Linked DNA regions of Rattus norvegicus: region 1 is linked to region 2. A link is a contact called in public Hi-C data. All regions are on one chromosome and are shown on one strand. Each heading gives the region's core, a stretch centred on a gene start, on an enhancer-like site or on the middle of the called end of the contact. The rest is flanking DNA. Distances are from core to core; before and after follow the strand shown. Region 1 holds the start of Syngap1 (synaptic Ras GTPase activating protein 1). Region 2 holds the start of Tapbp (TAP binding protein).

Region 1 (5,625 bases), core at 758-3,257, 60 kb before region 2:
AAAAAAAAACCCAACAAAACAAACAATAACAACAACAACCCCCAAAACCGACAACAGCAACAACAAAAATCCCACTAGGATTCAAAGCCCCAGCACAACAGCAGCAACACCCTCCACCCATAACTTAGAGCGCAGCCATTGGAGGCCTAGTTCATCTCAACACATGGTGGACCCAGAGGGAAAATCTGTGGATGCATGTAAGCAAGACACAACAGCTGCTCCAGGCTACAGCTGGGGCAAGCAGGTTAGACCTCAAGGGACACTATTCTACTGGGAACAGGAAAGGGACACAGGGGACCTTAGCTTAGGTTCAACTCTACACATGCGCACACACACACGCATACACACACACACACACACACACACACACACACATATGCATACATGCATACACATGCGCACACACATGCACGCGTACACAGGCACACATGCACACATACACACACATACATGCAAGCACACACACACACACAGGCACACACACAGTCTATAGTTAAGTACACTAGTGACCCTGGGAGATGATGGAACATGGCAGAGAAAGGGGAAATGGGAAATTTTTACTGGAATGACAAATTCCACAAGAGTCCAAGACGGGGATTCCCTAGAGCCCTGTTCCAACCATCAAAACCCATGTTTTGGTACCCCCCCAAATCTCCATCACCCAAGGAAGCAGAGGGGACAAGAAGAGAGGAATCACCAGGTTGGGGCATAAGAGGAAATAACCATGTGACAAGATGGGAAGTGGGATAGGAAACAGAGGGTGAGCTGAGGGACAAGTAACAGGGTGGATCTAAGAGAAAAGGAAGTAATGATGGTGGTGTATGCCTAAGGCAAGTGAATGGACCAGAAGGTTTCAGCCAACATGGGTGAGCAGGGCCCGACGGGGGCTGAGACACACACAGAGCCCGGGAGCAGCAGTGATGTACTAAGGTAGTTATTAGAAAAGGGGAGGGAGAGAGAAGAGATATGAGGTAGGGACCAATACAGGGGAAGGACAGAAGGGGGACTCATATAAGAAACGGACACCATATGGGGGGAAAGATATAACTGATGGACAGCAGAGGCAGGGAGGGGGACTGGAAAGAAGAGGTGGGGTGGGGGAAGGGGTCAAAGCGATTAAGTGAAGGAAGCAAATGAGACCCTGAGACTGCATCTCACTTCTAAGAGCCAGTCGCCCTCAGAATTGTTACCTGGCCCTTGCAACCATCCCTCAATCTTAAATGCATCTCCCCCCAACCCAACCAAAAAAAAAAACAAAACAAAAAAAAAACACTTGATCCTCCCCCTTCTCTGGCGTCCCCTCCCCCAACCCTCTCTCTCTCTCCTCTCTTCCCTCCATCTGGACCCCCCACCCCCCCACTGCCACCCTCTTTCTCCATCTGGCCCCCTTCCCTCCCTCCCTCCTCTACTCTTTTCCTAAGTCCTATCACCCCGAGCCCCTCACCAAATTCCCTTCCCATCTCCTTGGTCTCTCACGCCGCCCGTGTTTTCATTTTCCCCTCTACCCATCTCCTAAGCCCGTGCCTCTATTTCCTTGGTAATTTCTTCCTCACTCAGCTCCCAAATCCAAACCATTTCTGCAGCCTTTCCCCAAACTCAGTCCTCCCTTCTCATCCCTTTCTGACGCGCTTTCCCTCCATCACTTCCCCTCAGCCCCTTTCAGGGCCCATATCTCAGCCCCTCTATCCCTTACCTACCCCTATGCCTCTAATCCCTCCTTTCCCACTGTTCCCACCTCTGCCTTTCCAGCCCTCCCCTCTCCCTCCATTTCAGCCGCTCCTTCCCCTCGGTGGCCCTGGCCCTCCCCCGCCCCCTGCCCCTCCCCCTCTTGCCCCCCCATATGGCCCTCCCCTACCCTTACCACCACCGTACCTCTGAAGGGGGCATAGGACATCGCGGGGATGCTCCCCCGATGGATGGAGGCTCGAGACCTGCTCATCAGGCCTGAGGGGGAGGGGGCGGGGGGGACGGGGAAGAAAAAGAAGAGAGAAAGAGGGGGAGAGAAAGGGGGAGAAGGAGGAGGTGGAGGAGGAGGAGGAGGAGGAGAGAGGAGGAGAGAGGAGCGGAGAGGAGCAGAGAGGAGGAGAGAGGAGGAGGAGGAGGAGAATAAGAGCCAACGGCAGCAGCGGCAGCAGAGAGAGAGGGGGGGCGGGGGAAGCGAGCTAGAGAGGAGAGAGCAGGAGGAGGAGGGAGAGACTGCAGCCCCCACCCCTACTCAGGGAGACCTGGAAAGAGAGAGCGCGAGGGACCCCTGACTCATACACACCAGAGACCTGAAGAAGCTAACCCAAGACCCTGAGACAGACCCCAGACCCAGATCCAGAGAAAGATATTTCACCCCTCACTCCATACTCAACAAATTGGGTCTCACAGATCCAAATCTAGAAGGAAGAGACCTCTGAGCTCAGAACACTCCCCACTCTGAACCCAAATTAAAGAAAGGATTCATGGATCAGAATATGGGTTCCCCAAACCCATATTAATCTTATTCGAACCCTGGACTGGTAGTTTGGGGGATCTAAAACAGAGACCTAGACCCAAAGGAAAACATGAAGCCAATATTAGAAAAGAGTCCCAGGCCAGAATTAGATTTCAGAACCTAGCTTGAGATAAGAAACCCCACATTCATGTCTCAAAGAAACTGCAAACTTGGGGACGAGGGAGGAGACATTCGGCTGACCCAAAGATGAAGATGACCACACAGAGATCTAAATAAAATACATTCCATCTGAAAGGTCTGAGTTGGTGACGGCAGGACTCCATTCCCTGAAGCAACTCGACAGGTAACTCAGACCCTAGGAAGGGCCCAAATATTGGACCCCCGCCCCCATCACCTACACACACAAGGGTCTCAGAGACCGGCCCCCTCCCAACTCAAGAAGGAAATGCAGGAGCCTAACATCAGCCACCCACGCCAAGGACCCCAGACCTTGGAGGGAGGGCTAATATTTGGGCGGCAGAGCCCTTTTTCCTGCTGTCTCCTCCCTCTTTTCTGGCCTCTCACTGGTCCCCTCTCCATTTTTTGGGTCACTGGATGTGTTTAGGCTCCAGGGAGGTTATGTAGGGCAGGTCCTGGCTCCTTGGGGGAATGGATGAAGGTAAGGATACCCAAGACAGGACTGTAAGGGCCAGTCCTGGGGAGAAGAATCAGCAAGGGAGAAAGAACAGGGCCATCCCTCTGAACTCTTAACCTGCAACTCTCCTATGTCAGACACTTGGTCCTAAGCTTTGGGTTCTCGGCATCTCGCATCACCCACTAGCCCATTTACAGGTGTCACCCAGGGCTTTGCAAAGGTGTCTTTCCTCACCCAGCCCTGGCAGTGCCATGCCTGAGCCTGCCTGATCACTGCCCCCTACCCAGGGACAGCTGGCTTCTCAGTTCGGTGCTAACGCAAGGGCGGGCGGGGTGGGTGTGGGGGGGGCACTGTCCCCACCCAAGGCTGCTCCGACGCTCTCACTGCTCCCCGCCTGTCAGCGCGGGGAGGGAGGGGGACTGTTACTAGGCACACTCCGGGGCCTCAGGACGACTCCCCGGCCCCAGCTTGACGCAGCGAGAGCGCGGGTCGCCAGGTCCCGCATCACGTGGCCGGCGAGGCCGACCGGAGATTGGCCTCCGCTCGCTGCTCCTGAGGCGGCGCCTCCTGAAAGGACAGGCCTCATCACGTGACGGCGGGCCGCCGCAGCAGCGTTCCCCTGCCAGCAGCGGGCTCTGGCTTCACGGAAGTGGGCGGACTACTCCTGCGCACGTCCTCGGACCAAGCTGCCGATTGGCCAGGGGGCCGGACGCCACGCCCCCTTAGGGAGGCAGGGCTAGCGGGCCATTCGAGGGCCGGGATTGGCCAGGTCTGGAGATTCTGGGAAGGCAGGGCTGCTCCTGTCACGTGGTGTGCACTGTTTTCTCGTCACGTGGCTTCTGCAGGTAAGGGGAGACCGCTCCGCTCGGGGCTCCCGATCCTTCCTCGGTGAAATGAGCGGCCTTTGATCTCTCCTTTTCTCTACCAGCGCGGGCTGCATGAACTGGGGGCGGGCGCTCGGCGTCCTACTCGGCGGAGGGGTGAGTCTGGTCCCGCCCCTTCCGGTCTCGAAGTCTGGCCGAGCTTCATCCGCCGAACCGAGGAGCTGTCCCAAGTTTTAAGTTTCAGGGACATTTTTCTTCCTAGTGCAGAAAAGGCAGGGCAGAGGCCTGGTGTCTGCCCCAAAAGGCAGCCCGGGTGCGGTTTCCTGGTGCAGTTGTGGGGACACTGAATCCGCCCCCCTCCCCTGCTCCAGGCCACGCTGCTCCTGTCGTTTCTTTGCATGCCTGCCCTACTGCCGGTGGCTTCCCGCCTTCTATTGCTACCCCGAGCTCTGCTGTCCATGGCTTCTGGAAGCCCTCCGTCCCAGCCGTCGCCGGCCTCGGGCTCCGGCTACGTTCCAGGATCAGTCTCTGCAGCCTTTGTCACTTGTCCGAACGAAAAAGTCGCCAAGGAGATTGCCAGGTGGGGGAACTTCGGCCCGAGGACCTACGAAGGAAAGTTGGGGATAGGGAGAGGGTGCTGTCTCTGGGGTACTAGCACAACTCCAGGCCGTGCGCACTCTGATCTCGCTTCACCCTCAGGGCAGTGGTAGAGAAGCGCCTGGCAGCCTGCGTCAACCTCATCCCGCAGATCACATCCATGTGAGTTGTCAGTTAGAAACTTAATCTAACTTGAGGGGGCTAAGAGCTTTTTCTGGGAGAAATTTTCCTTTTCCAAGACTTGTTTCCTTCTTTCTCTGACCTCCTCAGCTATGAATGGAAAGGAAAGATCGAGGAAGATAGTGAGGTGCTGATGGTGAGAAAACTCCCCTCCTGCCCGGCTCCTTTGACAACTCTGGCTCTCTTTCACCTGACACCAGGTTGAACTGTGTCTGTCTTTGCCCTTTAGATGATTAAAACACAAAGCTCCCTGGTCCCTGCTCTGACAGAGTTTGTCCGGTAAGAACTGAGGTTTTCTTTTGGTGGTGGTGGTACTGGGGGATGAACCAGGTGGGGCCTTGAGCATTCCAGGCAAGCAAGCACTCTGCTGCTGAGTGAGACACACACATACCTTCCCAGGCTTGGTAAAAAGAGGTCCAAGATGGATACTGTGTGGTGGGGCTTACTGGGGAGTCCAGGACTGGTGGCTTAGTTGGTATGTCTTTGGGTGTCTGAATAACCCCGGCCCTGTCACTTTGCAGATCTGTGCACCCTTATGAAGTTGCCGAGGTGATCGCACTGCCCGTGGAGCAGGGGAATCCCCCGTATCTGCACTGGGTGCACCAGGTCACGGAATCAGTGTCAGGCTCTGGCAAGGCCCTACCATGACAAGCCCTGTTCCCGCCACAGCTTCCTCTGCTCAATGCTCTTGGGCTTCCACATGATGACTGAGCCCCTAATAAATCCTCTCCTGCTCTCCAGGCCCATTTCTCTTGTGACGTAGATGTGGTTGGGGAAGATGGAGAGTGCCTCTGTCCATCGTTCAAAATGACTCATGATGCCTGCTAGGTTTATTTCTCTTTATTAGTCATACAGTCTGGAATCCTGGACCCCCCCCCCAAGTCTCTATACCCCAGGGTTAAATACTCTTAAAAAATATTTCAAAAGCTGTAACAAAATAACATCAAAGG
Region 2 (5,759 bases), core at 2,987-5,486:
CTAATGGCTGTTAGAAGATGACGGAGCAAATGATGGACAGAGCTCCTCCCGTTTTGGTGGTGTTTCTTTTGACAAAAAATCAGATGTTTTAAGTTTTACACAGACACATTAATAAACAATGAATTTCTTTTCTTATTGTATTCTTTTCTTAAATTGTCTTTCTCCTATGACAGCTGTCACCTGGATCTGCCCTTTCTAGCCTGGACCTCTTTTTAGGGTGCCCTCATCCTTACCCTTCTTTGAGCCTCCCTCTAGGCACTTGGAAAGATAAGTGCTTCAGAAGCCTTCTTAAGCCGCTTTACTTTCTTATTTTGAGCGGTATGAGTGAAAAGGCCAATCAGGGGCTGACTCAAGGTTATTTGACCAATCCTGGCCCGGAGGAAGAGGGCGGGGCTTCAGGGGTTCTGTCATACGCTGGGAAAAGGGCTGTTAGATCCCGCGAGCGAGCTAATGTCCAGGGCTCGGGGTGGAGCCTGAGGAGCGGAAGCCAGTACTGGTCAATGGGAAAAGGTAGGCTTGCAGGATTAAAGGGGAGCGAAGGCTTCGGCCAAATCAATTCCTGAGTCCTTAGCCGCAGATGGGACCCGGTACCTTTAAGGAGGAATGAAGAGCCGGTCCTTTAAAGGGAAAGTGTTGGTGTCGGTCGAATTTTCCCCAGCGGCACAGGAGGGGTGCTGTCCTGCGCCTTTAAGGTCGCTGGTCGGGGAGGAGGAGTGGAGGCGGAGGGCGGAGGGAGTCGGCACAAGATGGCGGCGGGAGGGGCTGGGGCTGCGGCTCTGGTCGCCGAGTGAGGGGGGGCCCGGGGGCGCGCGGCCAGGTAAGCGGGGGCGCGCGGGGCTGGGGGCCCCCTCAGGCCGGGGGACAGTCCAAGGACGCGATTGGGGAGGAGTGGGGGGCGGGGTTCGGGGGGCGGGGGCAAACACGAGGCGGGGTCGGGGATCTAGGGGGCGGAGCCCTGGAGGGTCCTGAAGGGGCGGAGTCGGGGAATTAACTGGGGGCTGTCGGGGGAGGAGCTTGAAAACTGTGGAGGACACCCCTTCGCCCCAAGAAAATTGGTACGTAACACCAAGGAGAGGCGGTTTTTTTTTTTTTTTTTTTTTTAAGTGAGGCTCGGGGGCAGCTGTAGACAAGGATAGACACCCATTCCCTGAGAGCCCCCTATTTTCTGACCTAGGAAAGAGTACTAAACTTGGAGTTGGAATACTTTCTCTGCTAGCGCTGAGGTTTGATTTGATGTCGTTTGGTAGGTGTACTTGGATGTTTTTCTTGATTAATTCTGGGCCTCAGTTGCCCCATCTGTCCCATGGGGTTGAGAGGTGTACCTATTTATCTCAGTGATTTTTCTTTTTTTTTATACTGTGATGGTCTATGTCTTTTCAAAATGCTGTATTATTCTCTTTTTTTTCCCCCTAGAGACCCCCCCGGCCGCCCTCTTCTTTCCTTTGTTCCTGTGGCTGGGGGGGTATCTCCTTCCACAACATGGAGCCATCTCCTATGTCACCCAGTGGGGCCACACTCCCACTGCCTCTGTCACTGGCTCCACCACCACTGCCTCTGCCGGCAGCTGCAGTGGTACACGTGTCCTTCCCTGAGGTGACCAGTGCCCTCCTGGAGTCCCTCAACCAGCAGCGGCTCCAGGGTCAGCTCTGCGATGTGTCTATCCGCGTGCAGGGACGGGAGTTCCGTGCTCACAGGGCCGTCTTGGCTGCCTCCTCTCCTTACTTCCACGACCAGGTCCTACTCAAAGGCATGACTTCCATCTCACTGCCCAGCGTCATGGACCCAGGCGCTTTTGAGACTGTCCTGGCCTCAGCGTACACGGGCCGCCTCAGCATGGCTGCTGCGGACATTGTCAACTTCCTCACAGTGGGGTCGGTCCTCCAGATGTGGCACATTGTGGATAAGTGCACTGAACTCCTTCGGGAGGGTCGATCTTCAGCCGCTACTACCACTGTCACTGCTGTTGCAGCCCCCTCTGTCTCTGTCCCTTGTGCCAGTGTCCCATCAGGGAGCGGGGGCACCGTTGCCCCTGCCACTGTAGGCTCTGTACGTTCCCATACCTCCAGCCGGGCCAGTGAGAATCAGTCTCCCAGCAGTAGCAACTACTTCAGCCCCCGGGAGTCGACTGATTTCTCCTCTTCCTCCCAAGATGCATTTGTGGCCTCAGCAGTGGGTAGTGGGAACCGTCGAGATGGTGGCCCCGTGTTCCCAGTCCCTGTGGTTGGCAGTGCGGGTACCACCTCTGGGAAGTTGCTGCTAGAGGCCGATGAGCTATGTGATGACGGTGGGGATGGGAGAGGGGCGGCGGCCCCTGGGGCTGGGCTCCGGAGGCCCAACTGCCTGCCTGCCAGTGCAGTGCCACAGAAACACTGGGTGTATGTGAAGCGAGCTAGAAATTGCCCTGCACCAGCATCGCTGGTCCACCAAGACCCCGATCTAGAGGATGAGGAAGAGGAGGAAGATCTGGTGTTGACTTGTGAGGATGACGAGGATGAAGACCTGGGGAATGGCTCTGGGGTTCCTGCAGGGGGAGAGCCCGAGGCTACCCTCAGTATCAGTGACGTTCGGACCTTGACGGAGCCTGCAGAAAAGGGGGAGGAACAGGTGAACTTCTGTGAATCCTCCAATGACTTTGGCCCCTATGAGGGTGGTGGCGCTGGGGCAGGACTTGATGACCCTGGAGGCCCCACCCCTTCCTCCTATGGCCTCACCCACCCTCCACGACCCCTTCTTCCATTGGATGTGCCAGGCAACCAGATCTTGGTTTTCCCATCCTCCTCCTCGCAGGCTCCAGGCCAGCCACCAGGGAACACAGCAGAACACGGGGCAGTGACCCTAGGGGGTGCCTCTGCGGTGGGTCTGGGCATACCAAGTGGCTCTGGGGGGACCCCCGGAGGGGCAGGCAACAGCGACGGGAATAAGATCTTTCTTTGCCACTGTGGGAAGGCTTTCTCACATAAGAGTATGCGGGACCGGCACGTGAATATGCATCTCAACCTGCGACCCTTTGACTGCCCCGTGTGCAACAAGAAGTTCAAGATGAAACACCACCTGACCGAGCACATGAAGACGCACACAGGCCTCAAGCCCTACGAATGCAGTGTCTGCGCCAAGAAGTTCATGTGGCGGGACAGTTTCATGCGTCACCGGGGTCACTGTGAGCGCCGGCACCGGATGGGCGCGGGCGGGGCCGCATCGGTACCTGGACCTGGACCGGGGGCACCCACAGGGCCAGCACTGCAACCCAAGAGGGAGTCCTCCGCAGTGGGTGGGGGCAGTGGCGATGAGGCGAATTCGGCCACACCCCCGTCTAATAGGCGTGTCTGGTCACCACCCAGCGTGCACAAAGTCGAGATGGATTTCAGTGGGGGTGGAGGAGCAGCACACTGAAGGACAGGCTATCGGGGAGCTTAGTCTAAGGGCAACGTGGCTCCCGGGGTTTTCCCCACCAAACCGTCTTCCCTTATCTCTGTGGACTTGTATATATTCTAGAGAAGGGCATAGGCTGCACCATCGATAGCCCGTTCCATTCCTTAGCCCCTTCCTCGATATCTCCGGAACTAAGCAGTTTTTCTTCTCCCTTGAGCACACCAGAGCCCCACCTTCACGGAGTAGTGCCAAGACGGTGGGGGGATGGAAAAGGGACATTTTGAGCATCCTGGAGTCGCAGGGCCAACAGTCAGGTTGTGCTAATTTGTGCCTGAAGTCTGTGTTTGTGTTGTGGGACGAGGCCTTTGAGACTCCTCTTGAAGGATGCGCCCCTTATTCCTGTACTATCCCACCCTTGCCATGAGGATCCCAAATTGGGTTGTCATGAAAGTGGGCGGAGACAAGGGGTGAGCCGCGTAGTATAGGTCTTAATTTTTAACGGTGATTAAAATATTTATTGGTCACTTCACTTGGTTTCCCAACACCCCTCTGTTTGCTGGGAGCTGACACAGGTCGGGGGACGCAGGAGTATGGTTCTAAGGGAGGTGGCGCTAAGAGGGCGCAGCCCGAGGGCGGAGCCTAAGCTGCTAAAGGCTCAAAGTTGGCGCGCTGTCGGGTGATCCACGCGTGTGGGTGCAGGGCGAGGAGGGGCCGGAGAGCCCGAGACAGGGTTTCGGGATCTCTGTTTGGCCCTTGCGGGCTGCGTTCCTCCAGCGCGCAGTCACGCCCTCACCTGACCAGCGCAGGGAATTTCCAGTTCCTCACCCCCCGCCTTTGAGGGAAAATGAAAGTGAAAGGAAACAGACTTGGTAGGGGAGATCGCAGCACCATGAAGCTTCTTCCCCTGCTCGTCGTTGTGGCACTGGGTGAGCGGACCCCATTCCTTCTCGTTTAGGAAAGGACACATTGGGAAGGAGAGGGAGGTGATCCCATCGCGGGTCTGAAGGGCGGGCCGGTCCCGGACACCTTGTGGCAGCCTGGTCACCGGAGCCCCTCTTCCCCAGGCCTGGCGACCGTGGTGGTCTCGGCTGGACCACAGACGATTGAGTGCTGGTTCGTGGAGGATGCAGGTGGGGGTGGCCTGTCCAAGAAACCTGCCACATTGCTACTGCGCCATGGACCCAGGGGACCGCCGCCCCGGCCAGATCTTGACCCTAAGCTATACTTCAAGGTGGATGGTGAGTCTTCGGGACTCAGCTGCGTCTGTCGCCTCCTCTTAGCTCACGTAGGGTCCCCGGGCCTCAGTTTTCCCCTTTGTAAATAAGTTTGGATACTCTCTAAGTCGCTCACTACTTTGCTAGTTTGTGCCTTCCGGCCTGTGTACAGTCAGCACGTTTCCAGCCGGGCCTACCGCTACATCCTTCTCGGTTCCGCAGACCCGGCGGGAATGCTCCTGGCTGCCTTCAGGCGGTACCCCGCAGGCGCCCACGCCCCACACTGCGAGATGAGCAGCTACATCCCGTTCCCCGCCTCGGCGAAGTGGGCTAGGGGTCTGAGTCCGCAGCAGAACTGCTCGCGGGCCCTGGACGGGGATTGGCTGATGGTCAGCGTATCCGGCACGGTCTTCAGCCTCTCCAGCCTGCTGCGACCACTGCCGGAGCCTCAGCGGGAGCCTGTCTTCATCACCATGGCAACAGGTAGCCCTGAAGAGAAGCGGGAGATGGATGGGTAGCTTTTAAGGGTCTAGATTGGCCAGTTCGGCGACTCGCCAAGAGTTGGAGGATCAGTATATTTTTTCTGTTAAGGGTTAGACAATCTTCACCTTTCATTGTAGGGGGAGAGTAAAATTGAAACCTGCTGTGGTTTGGGGGCGGGGCTTTGCAGAGGGACTGGGGAGGCGGTCAGGGTGTCGGTTTCCAGAAACCAGAGTTTGAGAAACTCATAAGGTTAGGAGTCCCGACACCCGAGTTCTTTTCTGCACTCGTCCCAGGTTTCAAAAATCACACTTTGAGTCTCTTCAAAGCTCACTCTAGCCTAAGGACAGCCTGTCCAGCAAGGAACCTCTTCCTGAGTCTCTCGGCCATGGTCTTGAGTGCCTCAACGGTGGCCTCTAGTGGGCAGAAGGGACACGGCCGAAGCGGTGGATTCTCCTGCAAAGGCCACTGTCTCACTCACTAAATAGAGTGCGGTGCAGCAGAGTTCCCAGAGGTCCACCACTTTGCTGTGCTGGACAGGGGAAGAGGGCACTCCATGGGCAGATGTGCAGAAATGGGGTAGATCTGTCTTGAACGCCTCTGAGCGTCTGCTCTTCTCCTCGGGCACCACCTAACAGGAAGACAGAACCATCTGCCTTTTCCATTTCTGGTGTTTTTATGCAAATACTCTCACCG

Evidence for each region. Hi-C and Micro-C count contacts between places; a contact is called where the count stands out from the background.
Region 1: a Hi-C map of liver shows a contact between it and region 2, with 2.2 times the contacts expected there. The contact joins the promoter of Syngap1 here to the promoter of Tapbp in region 2. A contact is called at or near these places in 5 of 12 Hi-C or Micro-C datasets (the A7r5 cell line, frontal cortex, kidney and 1 more) and 1 of 1 datasets of contacts at active chromatin or transcription factors (oligodendrocytes).

The regions. Positions count from the first base shown.
Region 1 is chr20:5,024,608-5,030,232 of GRCr8, reverse strand. It overlaps Syngap1 (synaptic Ras GTPase activating protein 1), which reads right to left and starts at 2,007. Exons shown (of 19, transcript NM_181092.5): 1 at 1,873-2,007. The coding sequence starts at 1,939. Phf1 (PHD finger protein 1) reads right to left here. Exons shown (of 15, transcript NM_001414742.1): 15 at 5,501-5,625. Cuta (cutA divalent cation tolerance homolog) reads left to right here and starts at 3,923. Exons shown (of 6, transcript NM_212494.2): 1 at 3,923-4,054; 2 at 4,270-4,478; 3 at 4,598-4,657; 4 at 4,766-4,811; 5 at 4,905-4,954; 6 at 5,197-5,417. The coding sequence starts at 4,013. The coding sequence ends at 5,323.
Region 2 is chr20:4,966,354-4,972,112 of GRCr8, reverse strand. It overlaps Tapbp (TAP binding protein), which reads left to right and starts at 4,236. Exons shown (of 8, transcript NM_033098.2): 1 at 4,236-4,295; 2 at 4,434-4,607; 3 at 4,806-5,066. The coding sequence starts at 4,259. It overlaps Zbtb22 (zinc finger and BTB domain containing 22), which reads left to right and starts at 732. Exons shown (of 2, transcript NM_001009172.3): 1 at 732-817; 2 at 1,414-3,897. The coding sequence starts at 1,480. The coding sequence ends at 3,390. It overlaps Daxx (death-domain associated protein), which reads left to right. Exons shown (of 8, transcript NM_080891.2): 8 at 1-140.